Regions from separate parts of the Sus scrofa genome. Here regions 1, 2 and 3 are each linked to region 4. A link is a contact called in public Hi-C and HiChIP or PLAC-seq data. All regions are on one chromosome and are shown on one strand. Each heading gives the region's core, a stretch centred on a gene start, on an enhancer-like site or on the middle of the called end of the contact. The rest is flanking DNA. Distances are from core to core; before and after follow the strand shown.

Region 1 (5,048 bases), core at 1,020-3,519, 470 kb before region 4:
ACGGAGGGTCCCGGGGCGGTGGGGGTCCCAGGGTTACCAGCAGCTCGTCCGGCCGGATGGAGTTGTCGGTGTAGATGCACAACTTCTCGGCCGTCAGGGGGATGGTCTCCTTCATCTTCGAGGCCACGAACATGCAGGTGGCTCCCAGCAGCTGCAGGCGGCTCTTTTTCACGGGCTCCAGGGACAGGAAGCGGTCCAGGTAGTTCATGGCCAGCGGGAAGACCTCCTCCTCGCACTTCTGCTCCTCGCAGACCTGCAGGGGCACCGGGGGCCGTGACCGCCGCCGCCGCCGGGAGCGCCCGGCCCCCTCTGCGGAGACTTGGCGTCCCCCGCCCCGCTCCCGCCAGGGTTGGCTTCGGGTACCCGAGCGTGCGGAGGGTCGGGGCAGGGGGCGGCAGGAGCTTCTGCCGACGCGCCCCCTCCCCCGAGAGTCCCTAATGCCCACCCACCACGAAACTGAAAGGGAAAGTCCCCGGGAGGCTGGCACAGTGGAGCGGGAGCGGGCACTGCTGGGCGGCGTGTGCCGCTCGCGGGCTGCGGGTCCCCGAGACCCCGGCCCGCGTGGGTGCCTCGGGACCCTCCAAGCTTGGGGTGGGCACCAAATGGGGTGCAGGGCCGTGGGGCGGGCCGTGGGGCTGGGCGCCGCGCTCGCAGCGCCTGCGAGACACAAAGGTGGCGTCCCAGGCCGCCGAGCCGCATTTCCCCAGACGTCATCTTTTCAAAAAATATTTAAAAATATAAAAAAAATAACTGGGTACATAAAAAACCCCTGAAAATGACCCTCGGGCGGTCCTTTACCCGGGCCGGGGGTCGAGAGCTCGCTGCAGGCTCAGGGGAGAGCCCCAGGAATTCGAACTCGGAGCCCCCCTCCCCCTGGGCGCGGGCGCCGTTTCCCTCTCGCAAGGGCACCACGCCGCACTTTCAGAAATTATTTTAAAATACTTGCGGTGCCCGTAGGAGCCCACTGAAGGCCTGAAAACGTGCCCCGGGCCCCCGGCTCCCTCCACACAGGTCCCCCAAGTTGAGACCCCTGCAGATGAGAGTCAGCCCCCAGCGTCTTGGGGGCCACACGACCTTGCAGCCCGGCGTGCTCTCCGGCCCAAGCTGGCCTTGCGGGGCGCCCCGGGACTCGCTGCTTTAACAAAGGGGCCCTCTTTCCCGAGTGGGGTCCCCGCACAACTGCCCGAGTTCTGTCCCCGCGCCCCTCCCGCCGGTTCCCGGTGGCCGCGCGGCCCCTCGCGGCGGCCCCAAGCGCCTCGCCGGTCGCTCCCCGCCCCCACCCTGCCCCCAATTATTAATAAACACTTTTGCTTTGCAATAAAAGAACAAAGATGGCGCATAATACTGGCACGAGTGGCCCTTGCATACGTGTCCATGGATATTAATTTAAAAATCAAATCTATGCCCCCTCCCCCTGGAGCTGGAGATTCAGCGGCCGCGCGGCGGGGAGAGGAGGCGCAGCGGGGCTCGGGCGCAGGCGGGGGCTGCGCGGTGGCGGTCCAGGCGGGGGCTACAAAGGGCGCCCAGCCTGCGGGCCCACACCCTGAAGCCAACTGGGGTGCCCTTGACAGTGGCTTTGCCCGAAGGTACACGTCTTCGACCCCCCCCCCCACGAAGGGAATTTCTAATGACCCCACCCCCACTTCTTCCTCGTTCAAAAAATACCCACAATATCTATATATTTTGGAATTACGATTCCTAGCAACACTCCAGCAAACTTCAAAGTTGGGGTGAGAGAGAAGGGAGGGAGATGAGTGGCAAAGAAATGTGGGTTTGCGCAACAAGTCGCAGAAAAGTGCTAAGAGAGCCGCCCGAAGCCCCGCACCTCCAGCATCCAGGTGGCCACGATCTTCCGCATGGAAGGCAGGATTTCCTTCTGCACGCACTTGAAGTAGGACACGGAGGGCGAGCAGGTCTCCTCCGCCTTGAGCATGGCCCGCAGCACCCGATCGTTGAGGAGGTTGGCATCGGGGTACGCCCGGCGGATGGTCTCCATCTCGCAGCACAGGAGCTGGTGTGCCATGGCTGGGGCTCTGCTAGGCGGCTTGGGGCGGCGGTGGGTCCCGGGCTGGGTCCGCGTTCGGCTTTAGCTCCTGCTGCCCCCGTGCTCCCTCGAGCTCTTCTGCCCCTCGCCGGAGCGCGCGGACGCTGCTGCTCGCTGCTACTGCGCCGACAGCCCTCTGGAGGCTCTAGGACTTTGCAACTTCCAACAGAACTCCCCTGTAGTCCGTGTGACGTTACTGTTGTTAAGCAGAGATCAAAGCCGGGCAGAGAATGGGAGCGGGAGGGAGGGGGGGCGGGCTCAGGGGGAGGGGGCGCGGGCGCCGAGCGCCGGGGAGCGGCGAGGGGCAGAGCCCAAAAGCCATCCCGGAGGCGCCGCGCCTGCCCTAAGCGGAGTTGCCCCCGAAACTTGGTTTTCATAGAAACGCAAATCGCCCCGCGGGGAAGAGGGGTGCAGGGGGGTCCTGTCCACCCCGAGTGGGCCCCTTAGGATTTGGGGGGTTGTGTATAGGTGGCTCTGCAGAGGGGGACGACTAGGAGGGCGGGCAGGCCACACGCAGCCGGGCAAGACCGCATGGAAGGGGGACTCTGGGGTTCGGTGACACCCTCTACCCGAGCCAGGAGAATGGGTGCATTTCCGAAAACGCCACGAGGGCACCCACGGGCGGAGAGGCAGCCTAGGAATCTTAGCTTCTGTGTCTTCTTTCATTTTCATCAACACGTGTAAATTTCAGGAACCATTTAACATTCAGGGACGCAGAGCCGGCAACCCTTGTGGAGGCTTCATTCCGGCACACAGGGGGGTCGTTGCAATGCCCGAGGGAGGAACCCTAATGGTTAAGCATATTTCAGCCTAGCATGCGCTCGCTCAAAAATAAAATAAAATAAATGCCCGAAAATTCCAGCAGCAGCCCAAGATGGTGGCCAGCGTTTCCTTCATCCTGTCCTCCGCGCCTGGGGGATCTGCAGGCTGTCTTCCCACCTTGGCCAGTCCTTTCTTGCGGGGGTTCCCCAATCCCCCCATCCTTGCCCTGTCCTGGCAATTTAACAGCTAGAAAAACACCCTGAAAGGAAGGCTGCAAAATACTGGTCTCTGTCCTGCCTCATTTTTAAAAATTAAAAATGAAGTTAAATCCCTGGAACTACTAGTCCCCTCTCCGCCTGGGACGAGACCACCGGAAGCTTCCTAATTGGTTTTGTTGGGGGTGTGGACCTCTCTTCACCTTTAGAATTTGCCCTGGGGCTGCATTCGTGAGCCTGACGGGGATGGCAGGGGCTGGCAAAGAGCAGAACAATTACAGGTTACAGAAATGGCTGTATTGATCTGATGATTTTAAACAAAACCTATGTATCTTCGTGGTTATACAAGAGTCCCCAATATTATTCCAAACTTTTAAGACATATCAAAGAATATATGACGTTTTTTAAAGTTAAAGATTCAGGCTCTTCTTCGGTGCTTATTTTTAAATTGAAAGAACATTTTACGCATACTTCACTTTTTATTTTTTTTAGTTTTTACACTACCTGACCCCCATTAAGAAAAATGTTCATTTACTCCCCTCAGTATAGTTTGGTGTCATCAAACCACCATACACCCTAAGGTTAAAGGCTCAAAGAAAACTTATTAAAAAGCCCCCTCCCCTTCGCAAGGGCGCACGCAATACCAACCCCCCTTCAAGGGAGGGTTCTTCCCGCGCCCCCTCCCCGCCGAGAATTAGGGTTTACTAATATTCCAGGTCCAGGCAGCTAATTACCCCCGGCTCACACCTCGGGATCGCTGGGTGGCGGGACCAGGGAGCACCCACCGCCCTGTCCCCGCCCCCGCCGCCCCCTGGCCCCCAGGCTCAAGTTGGCCCCCGGGGCGCTAGAGCCTTGAAGCCTCAGCCCGCGCACGAGGGCGGCCGGGCTGCTTTTTCATTCATAAAATCCCGACCGGGCGGCTGCCGGGATGATTTATGGGGCTGCGAGCTACCACCCGGCTGCTTCTGTCCCGGGGGGCGAGGGGCCCGAGCCCCGCGTGCGCCTGGACCTGGCCCGAGGCGGACTGGCAACGATGAGGGGCAGCGGGTCACAAAGAGGATCGCCCACTCAGGCAAAACGGGCTCCGGGTCCAGGAGGGAGCTTCCCCCTAACTCGGGAGAAAGACAGAGGAAACTGGAATTAGCATGAGCCAATGGGGGCGCGGCGCTGTTACTAGGCGGACCGGGCAGATCTCGACAAGGAACTTAGTTGAGTTCCCCGCTCAGGGACAGGCGCAAAAGTGCAAGCCCGGTGGACGAGCGTGAAGAGCCGTCCAGGAACTCGCGGGAGAAGCGCTGGAATTTGGGGCCCCGCGGGGAGCGCTAGCGGCCCAGCCCCCACCCTGGGGAGCCCAGATCTGGTTCCCCGGAGACCCCGGGAGGCGGCGAGGGGAGGGCAACAGTCTCGGCCCTTGAGAGCGGCTGCTTCTAGGAGAACGAGGGAGGCGTTTTGATTTAAGTTTCTTTTTTTTCAAAGAGAAAAGCAACTTTAGAAAACTTTGCTGTTTAACGTATAATTTTGCACTGCCTTTAAAAAACCCACCACGAAGCAGGAACTGCGAGTTTGGGGCTCATTTAAAGTGCTCCGCGCTATTTCTTGGAGACCCTTTGGAACAAAGGGCCAGTGGCCCAATCAGAAAGGAAACCACGTTGGTTGGGACGAAAATCCAAAATAAAGCATTTTCCCGCTTTCCTCGCCCTCTGGCCCCCCCACCGAGGCGACTGCGGCCGGGGAGGAACGCCGGCCCCAAGAGGGCGAATTCCGCTGCAGGCGCGTTTGCCACCGTCCCTGGCTGTGGGAACCTTCATTCAAGGCGGGGGAAGGGAGCGCGTTCATTCAGGAACCCGCGCGCAGCGGCGCCGACCCCGGGACGCACCGCGGCTGCGCGCCGCCGGGCCGGGGGCTCTAGGGAGGGAGGGAGTGTAGGGCCGAGCGAAGACCTTCCACAGGCGTCGACCCCCGGCGCCCGCCCTCTCCCGAGAGGATTGGGCGGCGAGCGGGCGCCTGCAGGTGGGGTCACCTGCAGC
Region 2 (4,764 bases), core at 709-3,208, 420 kb after region 4:
GGGAGTACATGTGTGACTTAGTGGATGGCATTTTGTTAGCTATTCTAGACTCCCTGATCAGATATACTGAGATATAAAACAGCTTCCAAAGCACCCCTCCGGGAAAACAGTTATTGCCCAAACTATCGTCACTGAAGCACATACACAGTGAAGTTCAACACACAGGAACCTCCCGAGCCTCGGTAAGAACCAAGAGTACCCTGAGAAGCTCGGGAGCTATTGATTTGGGGGCCAATCACACTTCAGAAGTAGTATCCAAAAGTACAGCAGGAAGAGAATCCAACTGGAGCTCCTGGGGAGCTTTTCCCTATTTAACCATCTCTGAAACTAACCATTCTGAAGCACCAGGGCTCATTACTCCAGGAAACGTTTGCAACTTAACGAATCTTCAACCACTCCTCCCCTGAAAAAAATTACAATACACTTCCAGGTCACTGTCTCAGCCCAAATGACTCTAAATACACAGACCTTTCTAAAGACACTCGCCCAAAGCCAGGACTGAAAACACTCATTTACCTTCCTAATGGTATATAAATATTTAAAACATCAAACCTAATAATAGCCATTAATTTCTAAGCTGATTCTTCGTGCCAGGCACCATTTGTAGCTGCTTTACACGTATTAACTCATTTACTCCTGGCAAACTCAGGAGGCAGACACAGTTACAGAAGCAGCAGTGAAGAAAGTGATGAAGCCAAGATGTGAAACCAGGCAGTCTAACTCGAGAGCAAAGAGAGCGCAGGCACCAGCACCACTTAGGAGACTCCAGCGGCTGGAAACCTGGACTCGCTTTCCCACTGGCTGCCTACCTGCAACTTGACCTTGAGGACAAAACCCAAGTAAGCCTCCCGTTCACAAAATACGACAAGAGCCTCGTTAACAAGTGCGGCGAGGACGAAAGTGCCCCTCCCATAAAAGCAAAATATAAACAAAGCTCGACCCGACCCACGGAGAAAGTAAGAATCGAGAGCACTGCACGAAGCTCTGAGGCTGAGACGTCAGGACACACAGGGACCTCCAAGGACTCGCTCGGTCTACGCACAACCAAGGGTCCAAGTTGTGCCGAGAGCAGGCGGGACGGAGGAGGAAACCCCTCCAAGTTAACGGCGAGAGAGCTTCTTTAAGAGGGAGGTTCTTGCTGCCGAAAGAAGGACCACCCCCCAGCCCCCCGCAAGCTCATATTCGCCAGGGAGACCTTCGCGACCAGGTCTACGCTGGAGTCGCAGCACCGGAGTGGAAAAAAAATCGCTCGGAAGGAGATTTAAATACTCCGGGCCCGGCTCTGCGTATTCCGATGACTCTGCGGCGAAGGAGCAGAAACCCACAGAACTTGTTTCCCGGAGAGCGGAGTCCAACAATGGCCTTCGCGAGGCTCCGGCGAGCGGCCGCCTTAACTTGACACGCTCCGGGGCCCGCGCCCAGCGAAGTTCTCCGGGGCCGGCGGGCGGCGCTCGGGGCCGCCGGCCGGGGCGGAGCGGGCCCCGCCGGGCTAGGGGCGCGCCCGGTCGCCGCCGCGCCAGGCCGCGGACGTCCGCGCGGGCGCAAAGTTCGCCGCCGGGCCCTCGTCCCGCCTCGGCGCCCGGCCCGGCGCGGCCCCCGCGGCCCGCAGCGGGCGAGCCGGGCGGCTGACAGGCGCGGGCGGGGACGGCCCCGGAGCCGGGGCGCCGCGCCTCCCCGGCCGCGGAGCGGCGAATTCCGGGGGGGAGGGGAGGGGGCCGGGACGCTCCCTCCCCGCGCCGCCGAGGCCGGGCGGAGGGGCCGCCCCGCCGCCCGCGCGCCGCGCACCCCGCGCGACGGCCCGCTCCGCCGCCCCCTCCCCCTCATTACCTGGAGGTGCCCGCGACTCGCCGCTAGTTGCGCTCAGGCGGGAAACGCGCTCACCGACACCATCAGCGAAGCGCCCAAAATGGCGGACGTATCAAGCAGGCCTTGAGTTCCCCCCGCCCTCCCTCCGGCCGCCTCACGGCCAATCATGGCCCTGGCCCCGCCCCCAGTCCCGCGCTCATTGGCCTCCCTCTCCCGCCCCCTGTAACCTATTGGATCACCCTGCGGCCCCGTTGCACGCACGCCGATTGGCTGGCAGACCTCGTCAGTCAAGCGAGAGGGGCTCATCCTTTTCCCATGGACTTGACGGTTCCGGAACCTCTAGGACCCGGGAGTCTGGAGAAACAAATCAGAAACCGAGAGAAACCTGGCTGGGTCCCCCTACGCCGTAGCAACAGCAGGGCCTCCGCTTGACCGACGCTTCGGACCACCAATCCGATAGCCAATGCTTTTTAAAACTAAAATGAGCCAAACCAATCATGGCCATAGAGATGGGAACTGCAAGGGAACCAATGGGGTACCAAGACCGGAGGGCGGGCAGGCGGGCCCGAGGGCCTGAAGGAAACCGGTGATGACGTGAGCCACAATGTGTTTCGGCGGCGGAAATTAGCCAGGGTTGGGGAATTAGCTCAAGTGGTAGAGCGCTCGCTTAGCATGTGAGAGGTAGCGGGATCGATGCCCGCATTCTCCACTGTAGACTTTTAGAAGGGGGGTGTGGGACTTTCCTGGTCAAAGTCACGCTCCTTTCCCTGGGTGCCCGCACTGGGAGTCTATCAGAGTGAAGGTGGGGAGTCCCATACAGCTTACGCCGACTCCCCAGCCTCCGCGAGGGACCAGATTGCGGGAAGATAGGAGTCCTCGTTTTGCCTTGCGGAAGGATTGACACGCGAGCTTCTCCCAAAATTCTCCTCTGGCGCCCTGCCACTCCCCGCCCTCCCCGAGACAGCCCACTCAGCCATCTCCCCCCGCCCCCTGCTCCTAAAGAGAGCCACCCCAGAGAGAGCCGACGCTTGGAGATGCGGCCTCCTTCCTAAAAGCCGGCAAAACGCCGTGTATGGTCACGTGTAAATCAACTGCATGCGGTGGGGGGAGGCTTGCGGGGCCCGCTGCGGGGGAGAGAGTGCTAGGGGCACTAGTGCTCGTGGGCAGCCCTAGTGTGCACTTAGTCTATGCCCAGCCTGCGGGGGTGCGTGGGGAGCAGAGGGTCCCGGCTCTGACGTCAGACTCCTCCAGTCACAGAGTGGTGGGGTCTTCCTGAGCCGGAGGCAATCCGACCCTCAGGACAGCGAGAGCAGAGCTCTGCGCTAACTCCCGGAGACCTGAGACCCCAAGGTGGGGCCTTGGAACAGGTTGGGTTGTTCTGAGAGAGACACGGGGCGGGAGAGGAAGTGTCCGAAGTGACCGGGTCTCCGGGCCTTGAGACCAGTGCCACCCTGCCTAGGGGGAAATCACCAGCACCGGTGCTCAGGGGAGAGTCAGAATGAGGGCTCGGGGCAGGGAGGTCTGCCTGCCAGCAGGTCTCTCCCGTGACACTGGCTTGGGCAGAGATGGCCTCTCAGGCCCAAGGAGGGGAGGCAGGGAGTTCCTGTTGTAGCTCAGGGGCCTAAGAATCCGACTAGGATGCATGACACTGGTTCTATTCCTGGCCTCACTCAGTGGGTTAAGGATCTGGTGTGGCTGTGGCTGTGGCATACACTGGCAGCCCCTTGTCTGGAAACTTCCACATGCTGTAGGTGAGGCCCTAAAAAGACTAAAAATAGGGAGGGGAGACAGGCTCCCTGTGGGGCTTCCCCAGAGGACCTCCCAGGCCTGAGACATGTGACAGAGCTTGGCCACTGGGGGTAGCGGATGGCCACACCAGCAGTTTTGGCCACTGGGCTGCCTTCCAGACGCAGTTCTCTGCACCCCACTTGCCCAGGCCGGAGGCTCCCTCCACCCCACCGACTCAGGTTCTCTGAGCGCCGAAGCCAAAGGCAGAGAAAATGGGAGCCCAGCTGGAATTGGGTGGACAGGCCCCTCCCCCAGCTCACTCCTTCCGCAGAGCCTGTGGCTAGAGGCAGAAGTTCTGGAAGGAGTTCGTTGCTGGTAGTCCCAGAACAGGAGCATCACCCCATTTATGTGTTAGGTAACTGAGACCCTGAAAGCATTCAGACCTCGGCTGTGGCCCACACTGGCTGAGTGACCTCAGCTGGGCGACCTGAGCTCCCTGGCTGTCCAGGTCTTATCTGTAAAGTGCTGGTGATCTACCAACTTGTGTCCATCCTGTAAAGGGTACTGGGCCTCTAGGGAGGCAGCCACCAGGGGCAGAAGTTGGGTGCATTGATTCTGCTGCGCAGAGAGGCTTGGTGCCTCGCCCAAGGCCACACAGCCACCAAGATGGAGACTAAGTGCTTGGTGCAGAGGGGGAGGGGGAGGGACCCAAATACAGGTGACTGGGCAGGGGCGGGGGGGGGGGGAGGGCGGAGTGCAGGAGCAGGTGGCAGGGGAGGCTCACCAGCTGGAGGACCAGGTCCAGGTGATCGCAAGTCTAGGGGGAAAGAATGAGATCATCGAAGGAACTTGGGGTTTATCCTCAGCCACGCAGGGCCGGGAAAAGTTTCAGAGCAACGGAAGGGTGCATTCAGGGCTGGCTACACTTTAGAAAGAACGGTTTTGGAGCCAGAGCAGCAAGGCTGTGCTGCAGGAGTATCTCAGAGCCAGAGGAGCTGGCCCCTGGGGCCCGACACAGGAGCATGGGACAGCCTGCAGGGACCCCAGGACCGTAAAGGCACCTATAACAACATGATGCTTTAAAGAACCTGAAATATAAGGTGGACCCTGTGCTCTTGATTAGGACCGAAAACTCAACTTTCTCTTTCTAGACCCATCAGGCAGGATTATTTTGTTTGCTGCAGCCGCAGCATGTGGAAGTTCCCAGGCCAGGGATTGAATCCACACCAC
Region 3 (4,708 bases), core at 1,298-3,797, 500 kb before region 4:
AACCCCAAATTCCAATCCATCACACTCTCTCCCCCTCCTCCTTGGCAACCACAAGTCTATTCTCCAAGTCCATGATTTTCTTTTCTGTGGAAAGGTTCATTTGTGCCATATATTAGATTCCAGATATAAGTGACATCATATGGTATTTGTCTTTCTCTTTCTGACTTACTTCACTTAGTATGAGAGCCTCTTGTTCCATCCATTGTTGCTGCAAATGGCGTTCTTTTGTTCTTTTTTATGGCTGAGTAGTATTCCCTTGTGTATATAGACCACATCTTCCTAATCTGTCGATGGACATTTAGGTTGTTTCCATGTCTTGGCTATTGTGAATTGTGCTGCAATCCATTCTTATTTCATTCACCTGTCTATTCGTTTTGGGGGCCACATCCTAGGCATGCAGAAGTTCCCAAGGCCAGGGATCAAACCCATGCCACAGCTGTGACCCAAACCACAGTAGTGATGACGCCAGGTTGTTAACCACTAGGCCACCAGGGAACTCCTACATTTGTCTAATCTCGAACAGACATGCTACAGTATTCTTCTAGAGACTTTATCTTTTCATATCTGGTATGACAATTCTTCCATTTCATTTTCTCTCTGAAAAACATCTTAGGCTGCTCTCGCTGTCTGAAATGGACATCATTCAGTCTATGGAATGTGGATCTCTCTAAAAAAATCCCTTTCACTTAAAAAAAAAACCTTATTCTTATCGGTTTATTCATCCAGATGAAATTTAGAATTTTGACACATTTCCCCAGATCATGTAGAAACTGCTTTTGTGTTTCTGCCCAACCGGAGCGGCGGATATAGTTTTCTTCATATAGGTTCTGCTCAAATCTTGTTATTTTGAATAAATTTATTGTGACCATGGCAAAATGGATGTCCCCAGTCATCTCTGTTCAGGTGACTACCAGTTATTGTTACAATAACATAAAGCAAGGGATTTGCTTAACGGTACTTTCTTGTCTTTTTTTTTTTTTTTTTTTTGATAATAAGACTTCTTGCTTAATTTTATTGTATTAGGCCTCCTTGATGTGTTCAATGGCAGGTGATAAAAGCCATCCTGGAAGTTCCCATCGTGGCTCAGCAGAAAACGAATCTGACTAGTATCCATGAGGATGCAGGTTCGATCCCTGGCCTCACTTAAGGATCTGGCATTGACGTGAGCTGTGGTGTAGGTCGCAGACGTGGCTCAGATCTGGTGTTGCTGTGGCTTGTGGCGAAGGCTGGCAGCTACAGCTCTGATTTGACCCTTAGCCTGGGAACCTCCATATGCCGTGGGAACAGCCCTAAAAAGAGAAAAAGAAAATAAAAAGAAGGCCATCCTGTTTTACTTCTGATTTTAATCAGAATGCATTTGGTATTTCCTATCTATGCTCCACTGTCATTGATAGTTTGAAGTACCTTTTAAAAACCGTGTTCAGGGGAGTTCCCGTCGTGGCTCAGTGGTTAGAATCCGACTAGGAACCATGAGGTTGCAGGTTCGATCCCTGGCCTTGCTCAGTGGGTTAGGGATCCGGCCTTGCCGTGAGCTGTGGTGTAGGTTGCAGACGCCGCTGGGATCCCCGAGTTGCTGTGGCTGTAGCGTAGGCTGGTGGCTACAGCTCCGAATGGACCCCTAGCCTGGGAACCTTCATATGCCACGGAAGCGGCCCAAGAAATGGCAAAAAGACAAAAAAATAAAATAAAATAAAAACCGCGTTCAGAAAGTATCTTGTCATGGAAAGGATGAGAAGGGGGTATGCTTGCTGCTTGAGCAAGCGCACCGGTCGCTCAAACCCTTCCGTTGAGTCTGTTCTGACTCTTCATGAATTATGAATCATTATGCTTTTGCTTTAACAACAACTAATCTCAAGAATCAAGACACAAACTTTTATTTTTTCAAAAGACTCTATAAAGTTTCAAGAACGGATGCCAATATTTACTAATGCCCTTCCCAGCGAGGCCACCAGGCTGTTTCCCTGCCAACAGCGGCTGTTTCAGATCTCCGGGGGTCGAGTCAGCCCTGCGCTTCTTGGACGAAGGTCCCGCAGTCCCTGGATTACTGCGGACGTGGATTTGGTGGCATTTTAGGCGGGAGTCTGACGGCGTCCCGGAAGGTGGCCCCGGGCTGTGGGTCGGGGTCGGCGAGCGCGGGGGCACCGGGCCCCCGTCCCTGGGTGCTGCCTGCATCCCGGGAACTGCCCTTCCTGGAACTTCTCCCCCACAAACCCAAGGGCACAGCATCCTTGTTGGAACCTGGGGAGGCGCTGGTTCTTTGATAACTTTTCCCGTTTCTTCCCTGGTTCATTCCGAGCCGTTTTTGGCAGTTTGGTTGCATCTACTTGGTTTTGTTACAATGAGATCACGAGTCTTGTCCCCGCGGGCAGGTAGCTGCTCCGGGCGGGGACAGAGCAGCCCCCAGCGAGAGCTGGGAGCAGTGCCAAGGGGCCCGGGGCGGGGCCGCACCCCGACTCAGCTCCGCCCTGCGCCGCCGCCGCCGCGCACGCGCTCTGGCCCCGCGCCGGCGCGTGTTGAGCCCTCCCGCGCGCCGTCCTTACCCGGCCTGCCCCGCGCGGCGTTCCCGGAAGTGGGCTTCGCTCTGCCAGCAGCCGGGCCTCGAGTCCGAGCTTCCCGGGTCTGCGCCGTAGCGCAGGGCGGCGGGGCCGACGGGCAGGGCGGGCCGGCTGCCGCCATGGCCGGGACTCAGGACATGTTCGACGCCATCGTGATGGCAGATGAGAGGTGAGTGGCGGGGCTGGCTGGGATTCCCGCGCTTGGCGGGCCGCTCGCGGCCGCTCGGGCCTTGGGGGAGCGCAAAGTGGTCCTGAAGGCGGCTGGAGCGGGAGCCCGAGGTGCCCTTGATTTTCCTTTACGCATCGGCTTTTCGGGGGAGCGCCCAGCTGCTCCTCCAGACCCGCCTCCCCCGGCCCGGGGCTGCCCCACGCATCTGCTCGGCCTAATGAGTGCCTCCCTCCAGGGACGCCGGGGCCGCGGGTGGGACGGGCTTTGCCATCTGGGCGCTGCCCCTTTTCGCTTGTTGCTCAGGGGTCGGACATACGGCAGCATTCACAGACAAGCTGATAAATGTGTCAGGCGTCGTCCTTTCCCCCTTGGGCCGTGCCGGGGGGAGCCGGGGGTTGCTTTGTGCAGTCTTCCAGCGCCCGGCCCGCCAGAGACATCCGTAGATGTCAGTTGGGAGAGAGAGGGAACATCAGACAGTCGTCCGCTGACGTTTCCCTGGAGCTTGCTGTGAATGGGACAGGGAGCAGAGTATTGAACCCCTTTATCTATTTTAATTCTGCTTGTAAAGTAGATCTTATCCGTCATCCTGTCTTTCAGGGCAGGAGGCAAGGTCAACTCCCAGAGCCACACAACGGCAAGGGAGAGCTGTACACGCTCCTCCCTGGGGACTCCAACAAGCTCCTTTCCCTGGGGTGGCTGCATGTTCTGCTGGTGTCCGTTCCCCTGCTGAGCCCTCAAAGCCACAGCCTTTATTATACCACAGGCCCCACAGTCATGGTACGTCTCGTGGTGATCCGATGGCGTTTCTCCCAGCCAGTCTCCAGAGATGCGGCAGAAGGCCCTGTGATAGGTGGCAGAGTGCTTTGAAGCCCTTGACCCAGCACTCTAGCTCACCCACTCACAGAACTGGAGGCTGGCGACCTGGCTGCTGGCTCATCAGCTGAGAAATGTCAAAAAGTAGATTTCCTGGGCCTGACTCCAGACTTGCCCTGACTGGGGAGGCTCCTGGATTTGTATCTTTGGAATTTTCCTGTGTGTCTCTGGTGTTATGCCAGATTTGGGGCTCTCTGGCTTAGCCCCCCTTATAGAAGAGGTGAACTGGGCTTCGGGAGGTTCAGCGATTTGCCAGAGGAAAGACGGAGGGAGGGAGGGAGCAGGGCTTGGAACCTGAGTGAATTCTCTTCTCTTTCTGCTGTTCTGAGTCGGGTCTTGCTGGGTCTTGGGTTGTGGTGGAAGAGAAACGTTTTTCTGGGAAAAGTGCTCTTTTGATTATTTGCTCACACTTTTGCTCCTTCTCTGGGGCAGGTTTCACGGGGAAGGCTATCAGGAAGGCTACGAAGAAGGGAGTGGCTTGGGTCTAATCGAAGGAAGACAGCATGGCACGTTCCACGGAGCGAAAATCGGATCAGAGGTGAGTGTGGACGCCCCCCACTTAGAAAGGAATCCTTTTCTTTTTGTTTCCAGTTTACCTTGATGAGCAGTGTGACTGAGCCACAAGTTTAGGCCTCTTAAGATGGCAGCAGACTAGATGGAGTTTCGATGGAGAAATAGTCTCAGGACGGAACCCGCACAGCACGTCGCTGTGTGGAGATGATGAAGCCGCGTGGGCTGGAGAATGAGAAGACCAGTCCCCCGCCTCCCCAGGTGACATCGAGTGTCTCGGTGCCGCCCTGTGTCTTGAGCCACAGCTGAACCCTCACCCAGAGCGCGCGTGCCCTGCGTCACGTGACAGCATCCATTTGGACTTGCAGTGCAGTTCCATAAGACGCATAGCTTTTCTTTTCCTCTGCCCTTGGTCCTGGATCGGCCCCCACTGACGGGTATCCGGCCCTAAACGGCAGGGTCTTCGGCCGCCACGGCCGTGCCAGCTGTCCCTTGCTGCCGAACGAGGCATCCCCAGACACGGGGGCTTGAGGCAGCCCGCGTCTGTTGTCTCGCACAGATGCGGAGACTCTGTTGTCCGGGAGCAGCCGAGCTGGGAGCT
Region 4 (5,217 bases), core at 2,639-5,138:
TCCCCGTGTTGGGACAGGGTCTGAGGTCTTGCAGCGCATGCACGAGCTCTGGGCCCAGGAGAGGGGCAGCTTCCACGGTCCCCGCCCCCCAGGGCAGAGTGATGGAGGGCACGAAGCAGCCAGTGAGACGGAACCAGACGGGGGGGGGGGGGGGGCTTGGCCCCTGGAACCCCATCTGCTGGCTCAAAGGCTGAGGGCCATGGGCTTCAGGTCACTGCTCCCGTCTCCCCCATCAAATGAGGGGGTTAACAGCCAACCAGCTCAGCCCCCAACACAAGGGCAGCAGCCCCCAGGCCCGGGCCAGCCCACGGAGCATGCTTGAGGCCACCCTCCTGCCCCATCCCACCGCCAGCCTCTGGGTGGCCTTTGTTGGGTGGGACACAGCACCCCAGCTGCCTTGACAGTGAGATGGGTCACACTGCCTGCCTACGCGCCACCAAATAAGATCACAGATTGCACGCTGATAAGTCAAGTTGAAACCTGAAAACTTGAGACACTGAATAACCCTCCGTCACACACTGAAAACTAAGCCAGATCTTCTGAGGCCCACAGGGCCAGGTAGCCATAACCAAGTCACCCCCCTCCCTCCACTGGGGAGGGGGGCGGTGGGCAGGAGCCAAGGGCACCTTCACCAATCAGCAACTTGTGTTCTCCAGGCCAGGGAGGCTGGGGTGGGGCAGGCCCCGATGCCCAGGGGCCTTCAGGACAAGTCAGGTGGCTCGAACCTCAGCCCAGCACCCCAGCCTCCACCAGACCCTCCTTTACCCCCGGACCCTTGAAGGCAGCAGCTGCCCAAACCGCCCTTAACTGGTACTGAGCGCACAGAGTGTGCAGGGCTCTGGAGCAAAGGAGCGGAAGCCAGAGGCCGGGAGGCCACTGCCCACTCTGCCTGCCGCCCCGGGGACGTAGCTGCCACTGTCTGCAGGGCCTGGGGAACAACTGTGGATGCGGGGACCCCTGGACAGAGGCAGACGACTAGACTCTGTCCTGTCTCTGCCATCCCCTTGCTGCGTCACCCAGGACGAGCACCCTGGCTCCCCACCCCTTCCACCACCATTCCCCACGCCCCCACCCCCTGTACAACCTCCATGCTGGCTCTGAGGGACCTAAATTTCTCCCAGGGAGGCTCTGAGGCGCGGGGCTTGGCACACAGTAGCCCTCAAAGCTTATTTATCCAGCGAAGAGCCAAGGGGAGCCTAAGGGGGGACTCCGAGAGGTCCTGGGGACCAAACCCCCAGGGGAGGGGGAACTCAGCCTGCAGGGATCCCTGGATATGAGCTTTCTAGACCAGGGAAAGGCCGCCCAAGGACCCCGAGCTCGCTCCAGGACCAGAACTGAGAGCTCACTCAGGGCCACCCAGCCCTCGAGGCACCAGCCCTCAGGAAGGCATCCCACCTGGCTTCACAGCCCTGCCATCAGCCTCCGTCTCCCCTCCTGCAGCAGCCAGAGGGGTCCTGCCACAAGCCCTCAGTCAGCACATCACAGCTTTCCATGGGTCCCCACTGTTCCAGGACAAAGTCCACACTCTGCCCCCAGCCTGGCACCACGGGCAGCACACCTGCTGCTTCCTCCGTGGCCCTCCACGCCACCCCACCCTCCGCCAAGGCCAAGCTCTCCAAAGCCTGCACACCCCTGCCCAGGCTCGGCCCTACCAGGAGCACTGTCCCTCAGCTTGGCCATCCAGGGACTCATCAGCCCAGGTGGCACTCACTTGTCAGCATGCCCATCAGCCCGCTGGCACACCAGGGTAGATAATGTCAGGGTGCAGAGGACGTAGGGGCTCAAATGCCAGGTCCCACATCAGCCTCGCCGGTCCCCCTGCCCCAAGCCTCCCCTCTCCAACAGCCCAGTATAAACCTCCCTCTGGCTCCAGCCCCCAACTCCAGCCCCGCTCCCTGGCCAGGGTCCTGACCAGCTCCCTGTGAGACCCCGGGCAAGCCCCGTCACCTCTCTGTGCCTCAGTTCCTGCAGCCCCTACACAGCACGGCCGATGGGCGGGCTGCATGGGTTACTGTAGGGTGAGAGCTACGCACGGGAAGCCATTCATAAACATTCGTCGTCACTGTTGTTCTCAAAGCCGCTTCCAGAGAATAGCAGTCCTGGGCTCTGACTTTCCCTAATCCCTGACCAGGAACGAGAAAAGGACTATCCCCGCCCTGTGCTCATGGCCCATGAGGGAGGGTGAGTCAGGACCTGACCACAGGGCCCAGGGGGCTCCGCGGGACACCCAGCAGCAGCCTTCCCCCACCATGGTTGGGAGGAGAGTCAGGCAACAGGACAGGAAGCCCCTAAGCTCAGGGCCCATCCGGGAGCCTCGCACGGGAGCTGGGTACAAACTCAATGAGGACCCGCAGAGCCTCGCTGGACAGCCTGGCCAGGGACATCCAGAACAGTGTCCTGTGCACGTTTGCAGAAGCCACCACCAAGGCCCTGGTGTCAGGACAGAGAACCCTCCCCAGAGTCCCCCTCCCCAGCCACACTGCCTGCCCTGGCTCCTCTCCCTGCCACATGGCTCTCCTGCCTGGTGTGTGCTCTGCCAGGGCTGGGACCAGCAGTGATCATGGCCCTCCGCCCGGAACAGCCATTGGCACCGACATGCACCAGTGATGCCACCCAGCCAGGCACCTGGATTCTGAATCCTCACAACACCCCCACCCCTAGAGCAGCCCCCATGACCACGGCCCTCTTACTGAGACTCAGAAAGATTAGGCACCCTGCCAAGGTCACACAGCCGGCAGCACCAGAAAGGAGGCCAGACGTCCAGACACAAAGTCTGCGTCCCCCCAGAATGCCACCAAGTCCCATGTCCCTTGTCCAGGGCCCTGGGAGGTCTGCATGGGCTGGATGGACAAAGGGAGAGCCTCTGAGATGGGAAGGTGGATTTATTTTCCACCTCCTGTCAGGGAGCTGCCCCAATATCCCATGAATGGGCGCATACTACAGACATGTCCCCAACACAGGAAGTGGCCCCAGGATGGCCCAGAGTGGGTGCCTGCAGCCGCTGTGACAGATCTCAGGGCTGTGATACTGGACAGGTCCTGGAGACTCTCTGGGCCACAGTTTCCCCCTCTGTAAAACGAGGCTGAGGCCCCTCCTTCCCTAACTCAGCACCCAAGCCCTGGGTGTCTGGCCAGCACACCCTCCCCACCCTCCCAGGATTCAGCAATCTCTCACGGATAAACAGGAAGGGCAGGAGAGAGTTGCAGAAGACGGTGGGAGGAAGCTGTCCTGTCCCGGGGAGGCATACCCAAGCTCACAGTTCACCCCCAAGTGGGTTCGAATCTCACTTCGGTCACTTCCTGGCTGTGTGACCTTGGGTAGGCGAACGCCCCTCTCTGTGCCTCAGTTTCTCCCATAAGAACTGGGGAAAACGGAAGTGCTGCCTCCTTGGAGTCACCAAGCAAATCGACGGAAAGCAGGAGCAAGGGTCCGCCCAGGGCCACAGCGGGGTGAGGAGGGCCGCAGGGACCTGCCTGCCCCCGGGCTCAGGAAGGCCTCTCGGCCCGGCCGGCCGGGGGCAGGGAACAACGCCCCGCATCAGGGGTCTGCAGGGCGAAGCCGCCCCGTCATCGGGAAGGCGGCTCCCTTGCGCCCGGCACCGCCCTGGCTCGCTCGGACCCCGGCCGGGGGCATGCCCGAAGCGACAGCAGTGACGCGGAGAGGGCGGGCGGGACCCCCACGCGCCACCTCCGCGCTGCCCGGCCCTTCCCCTGGCCGCGGCTCACCGGGGCCGACTTGGACGCTGCCGCAGGCGGCTACACCCGGCGTGCAGTAGCGGCCGCTGCCGCCGCGGGCCCGGCTCAGAAGCGGCTCCGATTCCTCCTGGGGCTCCGCCATAGGGTCACCGCCGCCTCGGGGTCACAGAGTCGCAAGACTCAGAAGTCGGACTCCACGGCGCAGGCGCAGTGTCCCCGCCCCTGAGTTCGGGAGGAGGCGGGGACAGCACTGTGATGTAAGGGCCGCCCCTTCAGTACTAGCCAATGATGACAGAGATCTCTCTCTTGGAGGCGGGACTTATCCGACCACGCCCCATGGTGGGTGGGGCTCAGCTTCCTTCCCTCGGGAGAGGTCGAAGGACCCTCCTAGGGCTGGGGAAATGCTTTCTCAGCGGGTGGTAGGGCAGCTGCGTCAGCACCACGTGGGCACTGGTTAGAAAAGCACATTCTTGGGCCTTCTCAGAAGCTCTGGAGCAAGGCGCTGGAATCTGTGTTTGGCACGTGAGTTTTGAGCATGTGGGGGGTGACCCCAAAGGTCATCCCCCAAATGGAAGTTGATATTGAAAGTTGTAAGATTAAATATGATTGAGGGAAAACTTCAAAAAGACAAATGATGCACTTAAAGAAAATATTTACACTATATGCAAAAAGCGTTTCCGGTGTTAATACATAAAGCGCTTTTTTCTGTTGCTGTGGTGACACATTACCACAAACTTAGCTTAAAACAACTCCCACTTATTATCTCTAAATCCTGGAGGTCAGAAGTCCAGCAGCTTGGCTGGGCTCTCATCTCAAGGCCAAACTCAAGAGGGAGTTCTTTGGTGGCTCAGCAGATTAAGGATCCATCATTGTCACTGCTGTGGCGCAGGTAAGTCACTGCTGTGGCGTGGGTTCGATCCCTGGCCCTGGCATATCTGCATGCCATGGGCGCAACTAAAAAAAAAAAGATTGTACTCAGAGCCAAAGTCAAGGTTTGAGCCAGGCTCATCCAGGTGGTTGGCAAAATCCACCGCCACAGGGGCTAGGACTGAGGTGTCCACTTCTCACTCGGTATTGGCTGGGGGTCACTGTCAGCTCCTGGAAGCCACTGCATTCTTCTGCTTGGGCCCCCTCCATCATCAGAGCCCACAAGAGCACACTGAATCCTTCCCATACTTTGAATAAGATGCTCCAAGATGCAGCAACAGTGCTTCCCCCTCTGCAGCATCTCTTTGCTTTTTTAAGGGCTCATGTGATTACACTAGACACATCAAATAATCCAGGATCATCTCCTTATTTTAAGATCAGCTGATTAGTAACCTTAATTACATCTACGTAATCTCTTTTGACATCTAACCAACCATAACCACAGGCATGATGGGGAGGGGGGGGTCATGGGACCTAAAATTGTGCCCCCACAGAATTAAAAATTAAATAGGAGGAGTTCCTGTTGTGGCTCAGCAGGTTAAGAACTCGCCATGGTCTCATGAGGATGCAGGTTTGATCCCTGGCCTTGCCCGGT

Evidence for each region. Hi-C and Micro-C count contacts between places; a contact is called where the count stands out from the background. HiChIP or PLAC-seq counts read pairs in DNA pulled down with a chosen protein or histone mark.
Region 1: a Hi-C map of liver shows a contact between it and region 4, with 5 times the contacts expected there. The contact joins the promoter of CCND1 here to the promoter of TPCN2 in region 4. A contact is called at or near these places in 2 of 47 Hi-C or Micro-C datasets (embryonic fibroblasts and liver) and 1 of 2 datasets of contacts at active chromatin or transcription factors (alveolar macrophages).
Region 2: a contact with region 4 is called in a Hi-C map of epiblast stem cells, with 2.8 times the contacts expected there. The contact joins the promoter of PPP6R3 here to the promoter of TPCN2 in region 4. A contact is called at or near these places in 4 of 47 Hi-C or Micro-C datasets (epiblast stem cells, heart right ventricle, liver and 1 more).
Region 3: an H3K27ac HiChIP or PLAC-seq map of alveolar macrophages shows a contact between it and region 4. The contact joins the promoter of ORAOV1 here to the promoter of TPCN2 in region 4. A contact is called at or near these places in 1 of 5 promoter capture datasets (liver) and 1 of 2 datasets of contacts at active chromatin or transcription factors (alveolar macrophages).

The regions. Positions count from the first base shown.
Region 1 is chr2:3,631,111-3,636,158 of Sscrofa11.1, forward strand. CCND1 (G1/S-specific cyclin-D1) reads right to left here and starts at 2,270. Exons shown (of 5, transcript XM_021082686.1): 1 at 1,826-2,270; 2 at 38-253. The coding sequence starts at 2,023.
Region 2 is chr2:4,521,463-4,526,226 of Sscrofa11.1, forward strand. It overlaps PPP6R3 (serine/threonine-protein phosphatase 6 regulatory subunit 3), which reads right to left and starts at 1,959. Exons shown (of 26, transcript XM_021082696.1): 1 at 1,828-1,959. TRNAA-AGC (a tRNA gene) reads left to right here and starts at 2,443; the gene lies at 2,443-2,515.
Region 3 is chr2:3,605,058-3,609,765 of Sscrofa11.1, forward strand. ORAOV1 (oral cancer-overexpressed protein 1) reads left to right here and starts at 2,548. Exons shown (of 5, transcript XM_021082685.1): 1 at 2,548-2,724; 2 at 4,030-4,135. The coding sequence starts at 2,675.
Region 4 is chr2:4,101,154-4,106,370 of Sscrofa11.1, forward strand. TPCN2 (two pore calcium channel protein 2) reads right to left here and starts at 3,889. Exons shown (of 26, transcript XM_021082688.1): 1 at 3,726-3,889. The coding sequence starts at 3,837.